Linked DNA regions of Mus musculus: all the other regions are linked to region 1. Evidence: chromatin contacts called from public HiCAR-type and promoter capture Hi-C data. All regions are on one chromosome and are shown on one strand. The core of a region is the stretch at or near the end of the contact, and the rest is flanking DNA. Distances in the headings are between cores, read along the strand shown.

Region 1 (2,974 bases), core at 187-2,686:
AAATGCTGTCCTCTAGCCCAGTCACTACTGGGGAAAGAAGCACATGTCTCTAGTTCAAACGGGCAATATACAGTCTGGCAACTTGGCAAACACACTTGAAGTCCCAGTGGCACTGAGTATTTCTATCTGGTTTGCGCTATTTTCTAGGAATCCTGCCAGGGGACCCTAGAGATACACACTCACACACACACACACACACACACACACACACACACACACACACACAGAGTAAATTAATCACACTAAACACTATTTAAAATAACATCAGGTCACTCCGCAGACCTCCCGTGGTCCCTCAAACAGATCCCGGCTCCTTTCCGGGAAGAGCCTCACACCCTGCACCCTAGCCCCAGCACAACCACCCAGAGAGCTCTGCTCAGCCCCTTGATGTATCAAATGTGGCTGACCCTTGAGGTCTTATCTCTAGACTGCCTGGAGGTTTCTTTGTCACAGAGTTTCAATGTCACCTTCTCAGAGTGGCCCTTCCTGGCCAGTGAATGAAGCCACCTCAGTTTCTAGTGTGTAGCTCTGCAGAGAGTATCCCCACCCCACCCCACCTCACCCCCATACACACTCCACTTTCTCCAGAAAGGTAAAAGCATTTTCGCTTCTTTCTGCAGAGCTCAAGCCCCTGTCTAAGTGAAGCGAAGCTTTCTCCCCTCTCAAGAAAGGCAAGTCGGGGATCAATCAGGGCATTGTGGAAGGCTATCCTCCATTGGCTTCATGGGGCGAACTAATTCTCAGGCCAGCCAAACAATACTTAAGAAAACAACTGTAGAAGGATCGGGGAAAGCCAGCAATAAACTTGAAGAAATTTCTAAACTTTAAAACGCTCCTTGGAACAGGGAAATAAAGGAGAAATGGAGGGTGTGTAGGAGTGGGGGTGGGGGAGGCGAATCTAATTCTCTCTGAAATTGACCTTGCCCCCCCCCACCCCCCGTAACTCAAAAACTGCAGGACCATGGGGTCTGATCTCACTCTGCACTGCATCCAACCTGAAGCTGACACATGGCTTGGAGAACCCTGCCGCTTTTTCTGTCAATTCCCTTCGGGACCCTGCGGAGGGCTCTTTCTGAAGTGCTCATCACGTGCACAGCCCAGACTTCAAAGCCAAGCTTCAAGCCTGAGGTCCTGTGTGTCTGGGTGGTTTTTTGGGTTTTCTCTCTAATTTCCCTTCCTTTTCACAGCTGATTTTCTTCAGAAAAGAAGCTATAAAAAAGAACCTATTGCATTTCCAGTTCCCATCACCGCGATTTCCACATGGATGTGACGTGGAAGGCAGCTTCCGAAATGCCCAGGTGACTCACGCGGGGACACCCCGGGGCGGGACCTAGGAGTTTCTCCGGGCGGGGCGGGCACGGCTTAGAGCGCCCTCTGCCGGTCGGCGGCGCGCCACGCGGGTCACGTGACTGGAATTTCCATCGGAAATCCCCCTGTTGGCAAAGCATACAACTGAAAGGCAAAAAAGGGAACTGCCCAGTCTGTAGTCTTCGGAGCCGGAGGCGGAGCGGTGAGCCAGGCCGCCGAAAGACGTGCACACCCCCTCAGCCAGCGAGCCCGATCGGGTGTCCATGGGGCTCCGCCTCGGCCCGACCCCCACCACGACCCGGACCACGATCCCGGGCTGCGGCGCGCGCCAGTGACGGCCGGCCGGCCACTTGGGCTCTGCGAGGGCTCCGCGCGGCCCCAAGAGGTGAGCGATGCTCCGGCTGCGGGGTGCACGGCTAGCAGAATGCGGGGGTCCTCGGTCAGTGGGGTGCACTGCCAGCCAGATTCGGGGTGCACGGCCAGCTCAGTGTGGAGCTGCCTTGCGCTGGCTTTGCAGGGATCCTGGAGTTGGGGTATTGTTGGCCGGAGTTGAGGTCCCGGTGCCAGGTGTTTAGGTTGACAGCCCGAAGTTTCTTCAGCCGACTAGTTAGCTAGCTATTCCTTTTCGATCCTGCAGGGTGACAGGAGCTGCAGCTGGCTGATGAATAGTCAGTCACCTTTTGGGTTCCTAGGTCGTGTGGTCGTGGGTGACACCCCCCCCCCACTTGGAAATCAAGTGCAGCGTGTTCATAGGCACGTAGACCTTGCAGAACCGCGTTGGGCTTTTTTCCCATATTGTGCACAACTGGCCCAACAGGGGATGGGTTTCTCAGAGGCCACCAAATCCAACTTGGAGACTTCGGTCAGCTAACCTTTCAGTGATCTGTGGGAGGAGGGTTGCGGGGCGGGAGGTGGAGGGGAGGGGCGTGCTTTGAGATTGCCACTAGGTCTCTAGTTGCCACAGTTTAAGAAGAGTATGCATGCAGAAATGATTCTCTGGCCTGCTTGTTGGGGACTCCACTTTAGGTGGCATGTAAGACTCCCTGCTGCAGCCCCGACTCCACACTGAGATAGTGTGTTGTCAGTCCGGGTCCGTTGTCCCACATCCTGCCACCTGGCCTCTCAGGAAAGCTGAGGTATTAAGAGCTCTTTTTGGAGCATGCTTTGTTTTCTCCTGGTCTCTGATCTTTCTTTGGAAAGCTAGTCTGGTCAAGTGGGGGCACCGTTTGGAGAACTGATCACAGTTAGTTAGCCTTCTGATGTCCCAGATTATTGAGCAACTGATCCGGTCTCCATTCTTATTGTCTGAGATGCTACTTGGATCTTTTGCAGTTCTTTGTATGGATTTGTTTTGTTTTGTTTTGCTTTGCTTTGCTTTTTTTGGAGGGGTACTTCCCAACAGTTGCCCGAGGTATCTGTTGATAAATAATACATAAGTTTCCACATCGCAGACAAAAAAAAAAATCTGTTCAGAGTGGAAAAATAAAACTGGGGGAAAGACTTTGATGAGTAAGTTCTATAGAATCTTATTGATCCTGTGACAAAAATTGGGAAATTTATCTGTAAGGCAGTGAGGTAACAAATATATTTTTAAAAGTTAAGGGTAATGTTGTAAATTTTTTTTACCCATAAAACATTACAATAATATGTCAGGAAAATTTATTCT
Region 2 (2,974 bases), core at 289-2,788, 1.3 Mb before region 1:
GCAACCATCCTAACGAGATCTGATTCCCTCTTCTGGAGTGTCTGAAGACAGCTACAGTGTACTTACATATAAAATAAATAAATCTTAAAAAAAAAAAAAAAAAAAAAAAAAAAGTATGACTGGCTACCCTTTAAAAAAAAAAAAAAAAAGAAAATGCTCTACAGACTAGCCTATAGCCTGACTTTTGGAAGGCAATTTCTCAATCAGGGTTCCCTCTTCTCAGATCATTACAGTTTGTGTCAAGTTGAAATGAAACTAGCCAGTCACGATTCATCATCATTGAGGGAAGTCAGGCAGGAATAGAAGCAGAAACCCTGGCTCAGGCTCAACTAGCTTTCTTATACAGCTCAGAACTCATTATCCCAAGAATGGTATCCTCCACAGGGCTGGGCCCTACCACAACTATGAACAGTAAGGACACTCACTTAGAGACAGGGCCACAAGCCAACGTAATCTAAGCTATTTCTTGAGGTTCCTCTCCCCATAAGACTCTAATACCGAGTTGACAATAAAAACTAATCAGGGCAGAGAACATGTTCAAAATGGCACACTGTCCATCTGTAATCAGCCATTGGTAGGTGGTGGTGGGTGGTAACACCCCTGAGCAGGTGGCCCTAATTTTTATAAGAAAGCTGGTGGAACAAGTCAGTTATCAGCATTCCTCCATCAGCTCCTGCCTCCAGGTTCCTGCTTTGTTTTGAGTTTCTGTCCTAACTTCCTCCCATTGGTAGGGGGGGGGGATCAGGAGCTCAAGGAACGCCTGAACTGCATAGTGCCCTGCCTGGCTCAAAGAACAAAAACGACCCAAGAATAGCAGCAAAATCCAGACTTTTAGCCTAAGCTGCACCATATCCTGTCTCAAAGCAACGACAATAACGAGACCCAAAAATAAAGTTAGCAAAATTAATAAAAGACTTTTACCTGGTCTACGGGAACACCAAAATATTCCAGCACGTTTCTTAATATATTTAGAATGAAAGACATTGGTGAAGGAAGTTCAAGAAAACGCTGTTCGTTGGTACCTTAGAAGAGAAGTTATCAATTATTACTCTTGACAGGTAACTGCTACATAGACCGCACTAAGGAAACCACAGAGACCTTTCATGACACCATCAAGTGATTGCTCCTGGAGAGCTATTATTTTGAAGAGAGACTTAAAAGGAAAGAAAGAGCACTTTACTAAATTCCATTGCTATCTTACCGTGTGTGTGTGTGTGTGTGTGTGTGTGTGTGTGTGTGTGTGTGTAAAGGGATTGACAAGCAAATGTGCGACAGCCAAGATCACCATCCCTGGAGCTCTGCTGCCCCTGGAGAGAACCGCCCAGCCGCTCTCTTCACCCCGCGAGGAACGCCACCCGCCCGCGCTTCCGTCCGTCCGTCCGTCACCGGCCACCGACCGGAAGCCGAGGCCTAACGGAGCCCGTGCCACTCACCATCCCGCGGCATTGCACGGCGCCAGGCGGCCGGGGAAACTCTCCGGACGCGACCTACAGCCGCAGAGTAGCTTCTTCCCGGAATCGCTCGCCGCTTCCGACTCGACCCCAGCCTGGAATATCAAGCTTCGCGGGCCGGAGTTCGGAGTCTATCCCTATTGGACGCCGCCGGAGGACGCCGCCGGTGATTGGAAGGGTAAGAGCCAATAGGCGCATTCGAAAGGCGCATGCGCACCGTGCCCCCAGCATTCGGAATTGTGTCTTCTGCCTTTGCAACTTGTGCTTCACTCAGTCCTTTGCCAGTAAGGTGTCAAGCCTTCCCAACATTCAACAAAGAATCCGCCCACTTGTAATTGTTTAGTCATTCTGCGAAAATATCTAGCCGTTATGCTAAATGCTGGGATTACTCATGTTGAGCCACACTGTCCAGTCTAGTTGTTTACATGTCTTAGTGTGTGCACGCTACACATGCACATGCCAAAGTACCTGTTTCAAAGCCAAAGGACAATTTGTGTAGGATCCACGGATAGAACTTGAGACCTCAGGTTTGGTAGCAGGCTGCTTGAGCCATCTCGCTGACCCTAAGGCTTTTTTACACCTTTACCTTTCAAACTTTTGAAAGCTAATGAAAAGCAAAAAAGCTTTAATTAATCAAAACCAAAACAAAACCAAAAAACCCTTGTTTTGTATTGACAGTAAGAGATTATGGAAAGCAGAGTTATATACACTGGTCATAGCTATACTCACCACAACCCAATTCACAAATTGATATTTAATTGTAGTAATGTATTTAATTACAAAACCTCAGTTAAATAACTAAAGATTTGGCATGTCATGAGGACATGAGCATTAAGTTTTGAAATTCTTACATTTTCTTTTCCTTTCTTAGGAATGTTTTAATAATCTTAACAATTGCTGGGAGTGGTTGGCGCATGCCTTTAATCCCAGCACTCGGAGGCAGAGACAGGCGGATTTCTGAGTTCGAGGCCAGCCTAGTCTACAAAGTGAGTTCCAGGACAGCCAGGGCTATACAGAGAAACCCTGTCTCAAAAAACCAAACAAAACAAAAAACAAAAACAAATTACATATATATAAATATATGTATATATATAACATATATATATGAATATATGTATATTCTTAAAAAATAATAAGGCTGGGCATGGTGGTGCACGCCTTTAATCCCAGTACTTGGGAGGCAGAGGCAGGTGGATTTCTGGGTTCGAGGCCAGCCTGGTTAACAGAGTGAGTTCCAGGACAGCCAGGGCCACACAGAGAAACCCTGTCTCAAAAAAACCAAAAATAAAAAATAAAAAATAATACAGCATTTCTGAAAAGAAACAACCAAGACTGTATAAACTCTCTGGAGAAATGTGTTTTTTGGTTTTTGGTTGTTTTGGTTTGTTATTAATGTTTTGGGACATGATCGGAAATTAAAGAAAGTTGGCTTTGAAATGCTGCCTTTCCCTCATTTAAGGATCAGATCAACACAGTTCCTCCAAGTCTGTCCTAAGTGTGTGTGTGATGTCTTCTGAGAAGCC
Region 3 (2,974 bases), core at 184-2,683, 1.3 Mb before region 1:
ATAAACTTAAAATATGTTGGGTATGAATTTGCACATCTATAACCCAAACACATATATACATGGAGAACCCGTAGTTCGAAGCCACTTGGACCCAAGAAGATCGTCTAGGGTACAGAAATCCAATATTCTGGTCACTCCCCAGACCAAGAAAACAAATCTTAAAACTCAGCTGGGGTGACGAAGAAGTGACGAAAAAAAAATACTATTATCCCACCACTCCCGAAGCTAAGGCAGGAGATTAACTGGGAGTTCAAGGCCAGCACTGAGTGACAGAACTATAACCTTCTTCCTTCACCCATTTATCCCCCCAATCACCGCTGCCAATATCCTCAATTTCTAAAGTGTGCTAACTCTTACCAAAAAAGGTAGCCGGGGCGGTGGTGGCGCACGCCTTTAATCCCAACACTTGGGAGGCAGAGGCAGGCGGATTTCTGTTCGAGGCCAGCCTGGTCTACAGAGTGAGTTCCAGGACAGCCAGGGCTACACAGAGAAACCCTGTCTGGAAAAACAAGAAAAAAAAAAAAAAAAAAAGGTATGTCAGCGCTTGGATTACTGAGAAAGGGCCCCTCTCTTAGTCGCATCCCGCTAGAAACTGGAACTACGCACCTACTGATCGGCTACAACAGTGAGTTGGTAGGGAGCCAAAACGAAAAACTTTGGCGCCAACACCCAGGTGTCTGCTACAAACAGATCGAAAGCCTTCATCTGATTAAGCCTGGCCTAAACCGACATATGTACCCCATAGAGGCGAGGGAGGCGGCTTAACCGCCACGCACGACGTGGCTGATTCCGTTGCTTAACTTTGTCGCAGCTCGCCGTTATCTCCTCCGAGTCCCAAAGGCTAGGACCAGGAAGGAAGACGCCTCCCCCAAGGCCAACAACAAGCAAGGCTCGGAAACTAACACACGCGGCGGCGTTGCCATGGGCAGGGAAGAAAGGGGAAAAAAGCACGCGTGCGCAGAGCCCTGGGCCGGGCGCGCGCAGGAGTCCCAGCCGAGGCCGTGGGGGAAGGGTCGGCGAGCGGTTTGCGCACGCGCACGCCGAGGCCTCCCGGGCTCCGGCCCCGAGCCAGGTTCGCAGCCCGGCCCGCTGGTGGCGCAGCTCCCCCATCCCCCCACCCCGGCGGCCCGCGGCGCCTTCCAGACCCGAGGGAGCGAGGAGGAAAACGCACGAGTAACGGCTCGGGGTCCCCGTTCCCGCCGCCGACCCGTCACCACGCGTCAGAGTTGTCGATACCCAACCGCCCTGTCGCCTCGGCTTTCTCCTTTGAGTGACTCGAATGCGGCGCGAGGCCTACCTGACACGCCGAAGCACGATGTGCGTGCAGGGTTTACCTCCGTGCTAACTACACAGCGGCCATTTCCCGACTCCAGAAGGAGAGGAAGACCATAGAGGCGGCCTCGTCGCGCTAGCTCGGCTCCGTCACTTCCGACTTGGGGCGTGGCCTTCCAGGCCGCTAAATCGCTAGGCAGGCCCCTCCCACCGTCCCGCCCAGGCGCGACTGGCGAACCGCGGTTGAGTGTAGCCCAAGGCTTTCTGGGAAGTCTCGTTGCCCGGTCTCGCGAGGTGTAGCCGACAGGGGGTGGGACAAGGGTGGGGCGGGCCCTGAAGGGCTGGCTGGCTTCTCCGCAGGCGGCTCGGCTTTGTTCGAAGAACAGTCGAGACTGATGTCCCCTGACTTCCGAGCCGCTGTTAGCGAGCCTGGCTCCTTCTGAGGCGGCGACCCAGAGCACGCCAGAAGCTCTCTCACTGAGGAAAAGGCCGGAAAACCGACGACGCAGGGCTGCGTCTGCCCGGAAGCGCCGTCCCTCGGACGCCTAACATGACAGTTACAAGGCAGTCTCTGCCGAGTGGCTTCGGGTGAACTCGCCCCCCGCCCCCTCCCGGGCCGATCGTGAGACTTGGATCGGCTGGGCGACTGCGTCACGGAATGGCTCTTAACTTCCCGGGCGCCGGAGCCTGGCCCCTGAGGCTTTCTCAGAGTTTTGTACGGATCCGGAAACCTCACGCCCTAACTGGATCTGCCAGAATCAGATTATAAACGAAGAAGCCAGGATTGAATTGAAGCAAGTTGCAGACATATTTACCTGCTGTTCTTACCAAAGCAGGACCACTCAAGGGACTAAAGCCGTTATTACGGTGTGATATTTTAGGACAACGTTAAATTCCTTGAAGGATTTCAAAGCTGTAATTGGCAGCCTGTCAGTTAAGTTCAGCATTAGAGTTTGATTCTGATCTTTAACCTTGTTCAGGGCAGCCTGTCCTCACAATCCACTCCACAGTGGAGGAAGTACCTGACTGACCAATGAATCCTGATTTTGATTGTATTTTAATTGGGCAATTGCTCCGCACCCAGCTCCCACTACCATGGTGGAAGCTATGATCTGCGCTATATGCGGGACCCTGATAGGTCTAAAGCATAAAGTAGGAGCTCAGAAAATACTTGTCAAGTAGGTGAGCTGTATTTACATGAAGCACAAAGACAGCACAACTGTGCTATTTTATATTAATGAGACAGCAGGGGCCAATAGCTCTTAATCTATTCAAAATACCAAAATCTAATCACTTTGAAGCTATTAAGTCCTGTGCAATTCTAGTATATGTTGGAAAGTTATCTTTTCATCTAAGGCAATATAATTTTTCGCTCATTAGATCCCCTGTGCTGGGCACTGAACCCGCAGAACCTGCCTGGTACGCGCTACACAATTGTTCAGCCACAGAAGTACACCTTCCTAACCTAACTTTGACCTCAAATAAATCAATGTGTTACCAAAGAAGGAAGACATGGGAACAAATAAATAAGTGGATGTCTAACAAACAGGTTGAGCCTCTGTAAGGAGCTCAGACGGTCAAGGAACCGCTCCCAAGCCCAATACAACCTGAGTTCAATCCCTGGGACCTTTATGGTAGAAGTGTAGTAGGGCCCAAGACAACTCCCTCCATGGCAGAAGTACTATTCAGGCTGTAAAACTCA
Region 4 (2,974 bases), core at 187-2,686, 1.2 Mb before region 1:
AATGGTTTAGAGTATAGGGAAAGATGTGTGTGAAGTATACGGGAACAGTTACTAAGGAAAGGACTGAAGATTTTGAGTGTGGGAGCACTGGGGTTCTCCTCAGTGGGGACTGGAAAGTTCCTCTAACAGTCAGTCTTTCTGTAACTCTTACTCCATGCTCTGGGACAGCATGTACTCTTGACGTGAAGAGAGGCAGAGCACCCAGGAAGCACTTAGGCCAGAATGGCCTGCTGAGACATGACTGGTACCACAAGGAGAGACCAAAGGGAAGGACAGGGAGGACATTGTGTGGGCACAGCGCTCCACTCTTTCCCGAGAACAACAGTGTTTTAACTGAACGGTGATGCATTCATGCAGCAGGACAGCTGGCAGCCAACAAGAAGGACAACAAAGGGTTTTCTATACACCGCGTGGCTCAGAAGATGTCTATGCCTAGCACACAGGGGATGGATGGGTGCTGCCTCTTCCTAAGCTGCGGGGCACAGAATCTGTCTCAGAAAGAGGAGCAGTCCTGGCTGCCGCTATCTTCCTTGTTATCTTCTCAAGCCCAAAGCCCTGGCTTATCACTCCATTTTTGGATCCATTTTGAATTTATTGCAGAACTATACTGATGAATGATATTGGCAGCTCACTATTTAAAAGAATGTAAATCACTTAAGTAGAGATTAAATGCACACAAATCCCAATAAGCTATGAGGAAATAAAGGTAGGTTTGTCAGTAAACACCACCCGATAATCCCTAGCAAATATAAAACATGGAAACATTTCAGCAGCAGCAGTTAGACGAGGAAGTCGATTACAGAGCAGACCCTGGGAAGAAAATCCAAAGAGCTTATGTGCTTCCCTTCTATGGCCTTCCTTTCCACGTGCTCACCATGTCCTGCCCACTGCCTCCCTGCTCTCCCGGGTCAGCCTCAGCTGTAACCTGGTCAAGGTCATGACCAGTGAGAGCTCTTCTCCACGCCTAGCCTGCATTCTATCCTATCCGAGAGAGCTGAGAGGAGCCACGGTGACCTGTGGGCACAGCACTCACTCGGCCTTCCCCTGCAGATGAAGCAAGCATCTTGCCCCCTTGTCCTTGCTTTGCCATCTTAACCTTTGACTCTGATAGACTGGATTTTATGCGGTAGGCATTCTATGTGCTCAGGAGACATCAGCCAGCATTCGTTTGTTCTCCCCACTCCTGGCTTTCCTGACAGGTAATTGAGGGGTAAATTTGTACGTTTCAGGTGTATAACATAATAGCATGCTTATGCACACACTGGAAGACGATTACCACAATTAAGTTAATTATCATCTCCATCGAGGGCCCAGCACTTTTATGTGTGGTGAGAAAGAGGCTATCTCCTAGTGAGTTTCCAGGACAATGTCCTTTCTCTATTGTGAGCTCACTGGACGCCAGGTCCCAGAACTTAGAACTGAGTCTGCTCCTTCTGACAAACATCTCCCCATTTCCCTGTCCCTTGCTTGTTTGTAACAGAGTCTCACACCAGAGCCTTGTGGGACCCTGCATCTGCTCCTATTCTAGAGAACAGAAATGGGCAGGGCTCAGGGACAGGAACACTTAAGGGACACGTAAAGGAAAAGACAAAGATCTGCTTGTCTTCCTCAGTGACTGAGATCACGGGAACTGGTCAGTCCCTTAAATTTTGTCCTACTTTGCTTTCCATTGCTGTGATAAAGGCCATGACCAAAAGCAACTTGGGAAAGAGAGGTTTTACTTAGCTTGCACATCCCAGTCACAGTCACCACCACCCCCCACCCCACCCCCCGCCCCCCCCCCCCAAGGAAGCTAAGACAGAAACCAAGCAGGGCAGCAATCACCCTAGAGGCAGGCGCTGAAGCGGAAGCTTAGACAACACTGCTTCTCAGCTTGCTTTTCTATACAAACTAGGCAAGAATCACCCACTGTGGGCTGGGCCCTCCCACATCAGACTTGCATACAGGCCATGATGGAGGCACTTTCTCAATTAAGGTTTCTCTTCCCAAATGACTTTAGCTTGTGTTGAATTGACAACTAACCAGCAATCTGAAAAAACTAACCAGCAATCTGAAAATGGTGCTGCACTTCGCATTTTTTATAAGAATTTAAAATATTTCACAGAAGAAAAATTAACTAAGTTTGTTACAATTATCACAATGATGCAGATTAGACTTTGGTGTTTAGTAGAATGTGAATGTTTAACCAACCTTAGGAGTTTGGTTATTACTATTTGAAGGCAAATATTAAGAGATTCCATGTATATTTTACTTGTAGTTATAGAAAAGGAAAAGAACAGAGGTTCATTTCATAAAGGAATGTAGAAAACCTATACACCTGTACCACTGACAACTAAGGGAGCCCAGCCAGCCAGGCAGCGGACAGTTCCTGCAAGATGGTTTGTTCTTTCTTGACCCCACCCAGATTGCTTCTAATCTCAAGGATTAGACCTTATCTTAAGCACCCCTGAGCACACACAGCACTTTCTTTGGACCCCTTTGATTCCTAGTTCTCTGTCCTTTGTGTTCAAGAAGTCAGGGTGGCTCTGGAAGGCCTCCTGCTGCGCTCACAGCGGCCATGGCTGTGCAGGGACTCTGTCTCAGTAGTTGTCTTCTCTTTTCCTTTAGGAGGTTCCCAGAGGACACAATTTACAAACTGGGAAAGGATGCTGCTGCCTGGCTAGTCCCAAATTTATAGTGCTTCGGACAATGATGCCATGTGCTATGTTCTATAGAAGAAATCTGTGGATTCATTTAAAGGTTTGCTGTGCTCTATGCAAACTCTTCTTCCCTGCGCCTCCTCCTCTTCTTGTAGAGCAGCCTAGCGTCCAGCTTGCTACATAGCCGAGGCTGGCCTTGAACTCCTGAGAGCTGTGTTTGTAGGTGTGAGCCACCAGGGCTAACTCCATGATTGCTTTCTTTAGAAAAGGAGCTGTGACCTGCTTGGGGTTTTCTGGCTTTGTTTTGTTGTTTTGAACTCTACACACTCATTATT
Region 5 (2,974 bases), core at 122-2,621, 1.1 Mb before region 1:
CAAAGTCTCGAGTGGCCCTCAGTGGCGAGAGACAGAGAAGAACGTGGGTGGGAAAGGTCTGAGGAGAAGGTAATTAACTCCACTTAGCATGTCAAGTCTAGCTCAAACCTCAGATCTATTACTAAACAGTTCTGTGACCTTGGGCAAGTTATTTAAACTCTTTGAACCTTAATGTTCTCACCATAAACCGGGATGATGTTACCTCCTGATTAGGGTTCATGTACAAATTTCAGTGTGTATGATGCACTGTGCACCCAAGCAAGGTATGCAGTCAGAGCAATAAACGATGACTCGCCCTGTCTGCCCCTCACCCAAATCAGCAGGAGCTGAAATCAAGCCAGGTCTTCCCACTACATTCACCAGAGCTGACGAGGTATCTTGACCTCTAGCCAGTCAGGACTACAAAGCCCACAGTGTTGAAAGGACCAAGACCTGCCTGCAAGCCATGGCTCTCAGATCAGCATGAAAGAGAGATCTGAGCTCCTTAGTCATACACTGTACACATCACCTTCATGTGTGGCCAGTGGGAGAGTTATAGGCTCAGGGCCCCGGTGAGGGCTCCTTCCCTACAGTGCCTTGTGGATTAAAGACAAATCTTCAAGATGAAAAGGAGGTATGAGATCAACATCCTGCCCACAAACATTGCAGAAGTAGGAATTATCATCTCCCAAGTCACTGAGTCTGGGCAACATCTAAATGGCTGCTTGCTAAGCTGAGAGAGAATGAGGAAAGAGGCGCAAACATGGAAGTTGCTCGTCGGTTGGAATTTATTTTAAAATACATCGTAAATATGGGTAATCCTGTGTCTGAAATACATTGTGTGGAGTCCAGGAGGTGGCGCAGATAGGAGGATCTGAAAGGCACAAGGGTTTCTCTCTCCTCCTTCCCACCTCCGAGGCCACCAGCACAGACTGCAGAGTAAGGGGGAGAGGAAGATGGACTGAGGTCTGCAGGCCAATGGCAAGAGCAAAGGTAGAGAGGAAACCCTGAGCTCCATCACAGACAAACTGCCCTGACCACCAGAGGTGTCTCCCACCTCTTTCCACTAATGTCCCACTTGCAAAATGGGGGCGCTTCTGTCTACCACAGGGGATTCAGAAATGGGGACATCTGGCCATTTTGCTTTACACTGAATCAAAGATTAGTCACTGACTCCTTAATTTTTTTTTTTAGTCAATCTCTAAATCTCTGGCCCTGCCCTCCTCCTCTAATAATAACAGAGCCCAATGCTCCTGGAGAGTTAGCATCAGAACATGGAACAGAGACATTCTGCAGGCTCGGTATCTAATGGGCAGTCATCCATCTGCTGGGCTCTGTTTTCCTCTTGGCTGTGTTCACCTTTTTGAAAACTGCTGTCTCCACCCTCCCAGGACTTGGCATCAGAGGCAGCTCAGTCACTGCGTTGCCCAATTTCTCATCTCCACCTCTTCCGAGTGGATGAGTCACTTCCTCTTTTCTGAATTGAAATCTTAGGGTTATTTATGTTGTGGGGGAGGGGAATTGATTCCTGGGAGAAAACAGACTAAGAAGGAGGGGAAACTGGAGCCCAGATAGGAAGTTGTTTGGGTATGAGTAAGAATCAGAGAGGCTGGGTGAGGGTATGTTTGTAAACAGCAGTCTCGTGAGGGTCAGAGTGGCTGTAAGCCAGTCAAGGGAAAAAAAAAAAAAAGGTCAGGAAACAAAAAGCAAGCATGCTGAGAGTGGGAAGTCACCTTCAGTGGTTTACACACAGGCTGAGCCACTCAGAACCCAGGAAGACAGGAGGGCAAGTCAGGCCCCGTACAGTTTTCCAGTGAGCATCAGGCAATCCCAGCATCAGTGTTTGTGAGAAACCTGACTTAGTTTATCTCTCACCTGACGCTGAGGCTCAGCAATTACATTCTTAATTATCCAAGATCTGTATCGTTCGGGAAAAGCGTACCTGTAAAGGTTTCGGTACATGGGTTTATGCCAGCAAGCCTCTTGGATGTCCCGAAGTCAGAGATCTTGAGCACACCACTGTAGGTATTAATCAATACATTGTCACCCTAGGGAAAGAATATTCCAATCAAAATGTTATCTTTTCACTGATGCTGTTTGTGGTTGACTTGAGCCTAATAAAAGTGCCCTTAGACCAAACAATGGCATTCATACTGTGTTCTTCAATAACAGTTTATCTCAGGAGAGAATTCCTTTCAATACAGAGTTCTTGATATAATTTTCATTTATGTTATCAGTTGTTTATAATCTTCTCTTCAGGTCACAGGCCAAACATGGCCCCCGAGGGAAAGTTCACCACAGTTTAAGCTAGCCTGGGTCACCTGTGGACAGTATCTATATAAATAACTTCCTTCACTTCCCAGGCACTCTTCTCTGTGGTGTTCCTTACTTTCTGTGGATTACCTAGGACATTTACGTTGGTTATAGGGTAGTGAGCAGGTGCATTAGAAACAAACACCTATAATACACACAGAACACTGCTGCCTGCTTAAAAGACCTTCAAAGTTTGGCATATGTCTCGGCTAACACGCTTGAAAACATATTTAAGAGAAACGAGTCACACAATCACTCCCGTTCTTCTAGGTAGCCCATAGTAATCTCTGCTCATTATCCTTCTAAGTTCTCAGTTCTGGCAGTATTATGTTCACCCTTTATCCCTTTGACCATGTGATCTCTGCCCCTAACATGATCACAGGATGGACACCTTAAGCCACATGTGCTCGAGCATGCGCACCTTCCAATATCAATATGGGTATGCACGGAGAGGCTCCACAAGAAAAATCCTCTCTGTTCAGGCTAGTAAAAAGTAAAAAACCCCAAAGTACAAAACCTCTGCTTGCTCTCAATAGTGAAATGCCCTTCTCTTTTAATCTCCTGGTTGCACTTTTTGGCTTTGTATTCACCAAAAGGTGAACTCATTTTGTTTGTTTACCAAAGGAACATACTTTAAGAAAGCCAGGCTTGGGCTGGAGAGATGGCTCAGTAGTTAAGAGCA
Region 6 (2,974 bases), core at 204-2,703, 1.0 Mb before region 1:
AAGGGCACATTCTATCAAGTGTAGTACTTCAGAAACAGTGTCTGAGGCATCCACCAAGAGTGTCACCTACATTGCTGCTACTCTAGGGGTTTTGCAGGCAGGCTTCATCCACTACCAAGAAATCACAGGGGCACTTGTGATTGAGGCAAAAACAAACAAACAAACAAACAAACAAACAAAAAACAAAAACAAACCAGAAGTCAGTCAATCAGTCAGCCAGCTAGCTTGCCTGCTAGCTACTCCATCCTTCTCTCTCTCCCTCCTTCATTTCCTCTCTCTCTCCCTGCCTCCCTTTCCTTCCCTTCCTTCCATTTTAGTTTTGCTCTTGTCTTGAGACTCAATCTCATGTAGCCCAGGCTATCCTCGGACCCACCACGTAGCTGAGGATGCTCTTAGACTCTTGGTACTCTTAGCGCCACCCCCCAAGTGCTGGGCCTACAGGTTTGCAGCACCCCACTCAGCTGTCTCTTTGATTTTTGTTTTCTTTTGAAAGCACCAGGAACACACAATTTTATACATATCTGATATTCCACAAAGCTAACTGTACCCGGGGACTGGGGACTGAATGAAGAATCAGTGTGAGTTTGAGTTTTAACAATATGAACCAAGAACTTGAGAAAAAGTAAAGGTGTGAATTATACCCCAATGCTAGAATTCTGTACAGCAGCATGAGAGTCTGATCCGAAAGACCCGGATCACACCCTGCCCCACACGAGTTTTGATGAGACAGAATATCAAATGTAAGGTTCATCTCCTGTGCACCAACTTTCTTGATTTTCTTTAAAAATATCAAGCTGCAATTACCAACTTTCCGAAGCTCAAAAGAAGATTCAAACTGGTGCCCAGCCGCCAGCAAGAGAACTGCATAATTAATTCCTGACTGTAGTGTTGGCTCAGACTCAAATGCCTTTTTGAACCTATGAAAAAAAAAAAAAAGAGTACAAGTTTACTTTCTCAATCATGAAACCCTGGGTGTGCAGTAACTTCTGTTTGCATAACTTCAGTGCCCAAGCACAAATTATTCCATTGGCTCCCATCCCAGAATCTAGTGTGCTATTAGGATTTAATGCTTAAGCAATTGCGCACCCATGACTCCCCAGCTCCCCCAAATCTGACACTTAACCCCCCCCAACCTACTGACCCTACCTTTTAAAAACTTTCCTATTTTCAAACAACTATCAGAAACATATGAATGTGTATGACTGATATTTTAAAAATGAAGACACATAGCACTTTTTTTTCTTTTTTCTTTTTCTGTCTTGGGATACACAAAGCTTCCACTGAGCAGTATCATTCTGGCAATGCCCTGAAAGGATGAGGACCCAGTGAGTGGTAGAAACAATGGCAAAAGGCCAATTACAGGAAGAAATTTACAAAGTCCAAGGTTGGGCTGCTGCACACAAGTTTTGGCTGGAAGGGCACAAAGCCGTTTCTGAATGTGGATGGGCCTGAGTTTCAAGCTTGGAGAGCTCACTGGAGAGGGCCAGTGCTTGGCTATCTACTACAGTTTTTAAGGTAGCACATACTAGGGACAAACTGAGGGATTCCACACATGGGCTATTAAGCAGGCAATGATATCCATAATTATTTCATTTGGACACATGAAGAAGAAAAGGGAAAATATAAACATTCTAGTTCCAACAGAGTCTGTTTGAGATGAGCACATGAGAAACGTGAATCTCTATTCAAAAAGAAAATCCCAATGAAGGAAACATAGGCTAAATTCTTATTAAGTGACAATTTGAAGAGACATTAAAAGAAGATTACATAAGGAAAAATTATTATAGAAGTTACTTTATTTAAATCATAGCTAAAACATAAGAAAAGCAAAACTGTGGTAGAGGGCAGACTACTGTATTTATATTCTTGGCTTTCATATATACTTGGTATTTCTCATAATTTAAAATAAGTTAAACATTAAGCAAAAACACATCTCTCTGAAGTTCCCATGTCTTCCCTAAGGGGCTTACTTATAAGGAAAACAAATGTCCAAATCCAATCAAGAAAACCCCAAATAATTATTCATCATTATTTGGCTCTGTATTTATATACTTGCAGATTATTAAAGGAAATCCCACCTATACAAAGTATTTGTACATCTTTTTAGAAATATAGGTATTTCCATTCTAAATGGAGAACCAAGGTCATATCGAGGGACATTGTAGCTTACAAGTCTTAACGGTCTTTGTTTTATGTCTTAGCGGTCTTTGTTCACAGACATTTGAATATTTCCAATAAAAAAAGTATAGGAAATGAAATGAAACTTTAATTCTTAAAGTAATATAAATTATACAATATTATTCAACAAGGAACCAACGAGCGCAGAGTACCCTACCCATGATAGACTATGACCTTCTGAAACTGTGAGCCCAAACAAGCCCTTCCTCTCCCAAGTTGTTTCTGTCAGGTACTTCTTCCTCAGCAACAAGGAAAGCAACCAACTCAAGAGGGAAACAGGTACAAACTGCACTTATATATGTCTGGAGATTGCATCATTGAACTAAAAAACTCTAGAGAAAATACCCCCAAAGACTCTATGTTTTCTCTTCTACGTGGAAGTTAGCATTTAAGCACTTAGTAGGCATGCCTCAATGCATAAAACCACAGAGGATGGGTATAGAGTAAGAGGTTAGAGGGCAAGGGAAATAGACTATACAGTTATGGAGAGACAGTTGGGGGATACTGGAGCAGGCACACTAAACAGGGAGAGGGGAAAGAAGAGAAAGGTAAGCTAAGGGATACAGAGAGCACTAAGGGCCATTTGAGGGTCATATGGATACTTAATACTGCAGAAGTTTCTTTAAAATATATATATTTATATTTTATATATATATATATATATAGAAAGAAACTTAAATGGATTCACCAATTAACATGGAAGCCTTAACTACATACCTTTTGCCAAGTGAAACCTCCAGTGTCAGGAATGGGTTGCATCTAGTTATTGCAAAGAACCAACATGGAAACCCCAAAA

What was found. Promoter capture Hi-C pulls out the DNA fragments that hold promoters and counts their contacts. HiCAR-type assays count read pairs that join an accessible place to other places.
Region 2: a contact with region 1 is called in a promoter capture Hi-C map of pre-B cells, with 2.6 times the contacts expected there. The contact joins the promoter of Mtfr2 here to the promoter of Tnfaip3 in region 1. A contact is called at or near these places in 2 of 39 promoter capture datasets (the 3T3-L1 cell line and pre-B cells) and 1 of 484 Hi-C or Micro-C datasets (B cells).
Region 3: a contact with region 1 is called in a promoter capture Hi-C map of liver, with 2.0 times the contacts expected there. The contact joins the promoter of Bclaf1 here to the promoter of Tnfaip3 in region 1. A contact is called at or near these places in 2 of 39 promoter capture datasets (liver and pre-B cells).
Region 4: a promoter capture Hi-C map of liver shows a contact between it and region 1, with 2.1 times the contacts expected there. The contact joins the promoter of 4930405J17Rik here to the promoter of Tnfaip3 in region 1. A contact is called at or near these places in 4 of 39 promoter capture datasets (the C10 cell line, hippocampal neurons, liver and 1 more).
Region 5: a promoter capture Hi-C map of liver shows a contact between it and region 1, with 2.0 times the contacts expected there. The contact joins the enhancer-like site here to the promoter of Tnfaip3 in region 1. A contact is called at or near these places in 5 of 39 promoter capture datasets (the 3T3-L1 cell line, the C10 cell line, hippocampal neurons and 1 more) and 2 of 115 datasets of contacts at active chromatin or transcription factors (T-cell acute lymphoblastic leukemia and bone marrow-derived macrophages).
Region 6: a contact with region 1 is called in a HiCAR-type map of astrocytes, with 2.0 times the contacts expected there. The contact joins the enhancer-like site here to the promoter of Tnfaip3 in region 1. A contact is called at or near these places in 3 of 39 promoter capture datasets (liver and pre-B cells) and 2 of 115 datasets of contacts at active chromatin or transcription factors (astrocytes and double positive thymocytes).

What each region holds. Positions count from the first base shown.
Region 1 is chr10:19,013,872-19,016,845 of GRCm38.p6, reverse strand. Tnfaip3 (tumor necrosis factor, alpha-induced protein 3) reads left to right here and starts at 1,436. Exons shown (of 9, transcript NM_009397.3): 1 at 1,436-1,693.
Region 2 is chr10:20,346,383-20,349,356 of GRCm38.p6, reverse strand. It overlaps Mtfr2 (mitochondrial fission regulator 2), which reads right to left and starts at 1,538. Exons shown (of 7, transcript NM_027930.3): 1 at 1,434-1,538; 2 at 922-1,022. The coding sequence starts at 1,446.
Region 3 is chr10:20,310,928-20,313,901 of GRCm38.p6, reverse strand. Bclaf1 (BCL2-associated transcription factor 1) reads right to left here and starts at 1,433. Exons shown (of 13, transcript NM_001025392.1): 1 at 1,298-1,433.
Region 4 is chr10:20,200,316-20,203,289 of GRCm38.p6, reverse strand. 4930405J17Rik (RIKEN cDNA 4930405J17 gene) reads left to right here and starts at 1,436. Exons shown (of 3, transcript NR_045350.1): 1 at 1,436-1,633; 2 at 2,608-2,739. The region is part of intron 1 of Map7 (microtubule-associated protein 7); the gene reads right to left.
Region 5 is chr10:20,103,213-20,106,186 of GRCm38.p6, reverse strand. It overlaps Map3k5 (mitogen-activated protein kinase kinase kinase 5), which reads right to left. Exons shown (of 30, transcript NM_008580.4): 18 at 1,922-2,027. Among named protein-coding and RNA genes, the nearest start is that of Map7, 66 kb to the left of the region's middle. Within about 2 kb of position 1,371, at least 194 of the 459 cell types and tissues checked have an H3K27ac peak or open chromatin away from gene starts, as enhancers often do. A contact at or near this core is called in bone marrow-derived macrophages and liver, where this site is marked.
Region 6 is chr10:20,044,315-20,047,288 of GRCm38.p6, reverse strand. It overlaps Map3k5 (mitogen-activated protein kinase kinase kinase 5), which reads right to left. Exons shown (of 30, transcript NM_008580.4): 8 at 805-917. Among named protein-coding and RNA genes, the nearest start is that of Map3k5, 110 kb to the right of the region's middle. Within about 2 kb of position 1,453, at least 45 of the 459 cell types and tissues checked have an H3K27ac peak or open chromatin away from gene starts, as enhancers often do. A contact at or near this core is called in astrocytes and liver, where this site is marked.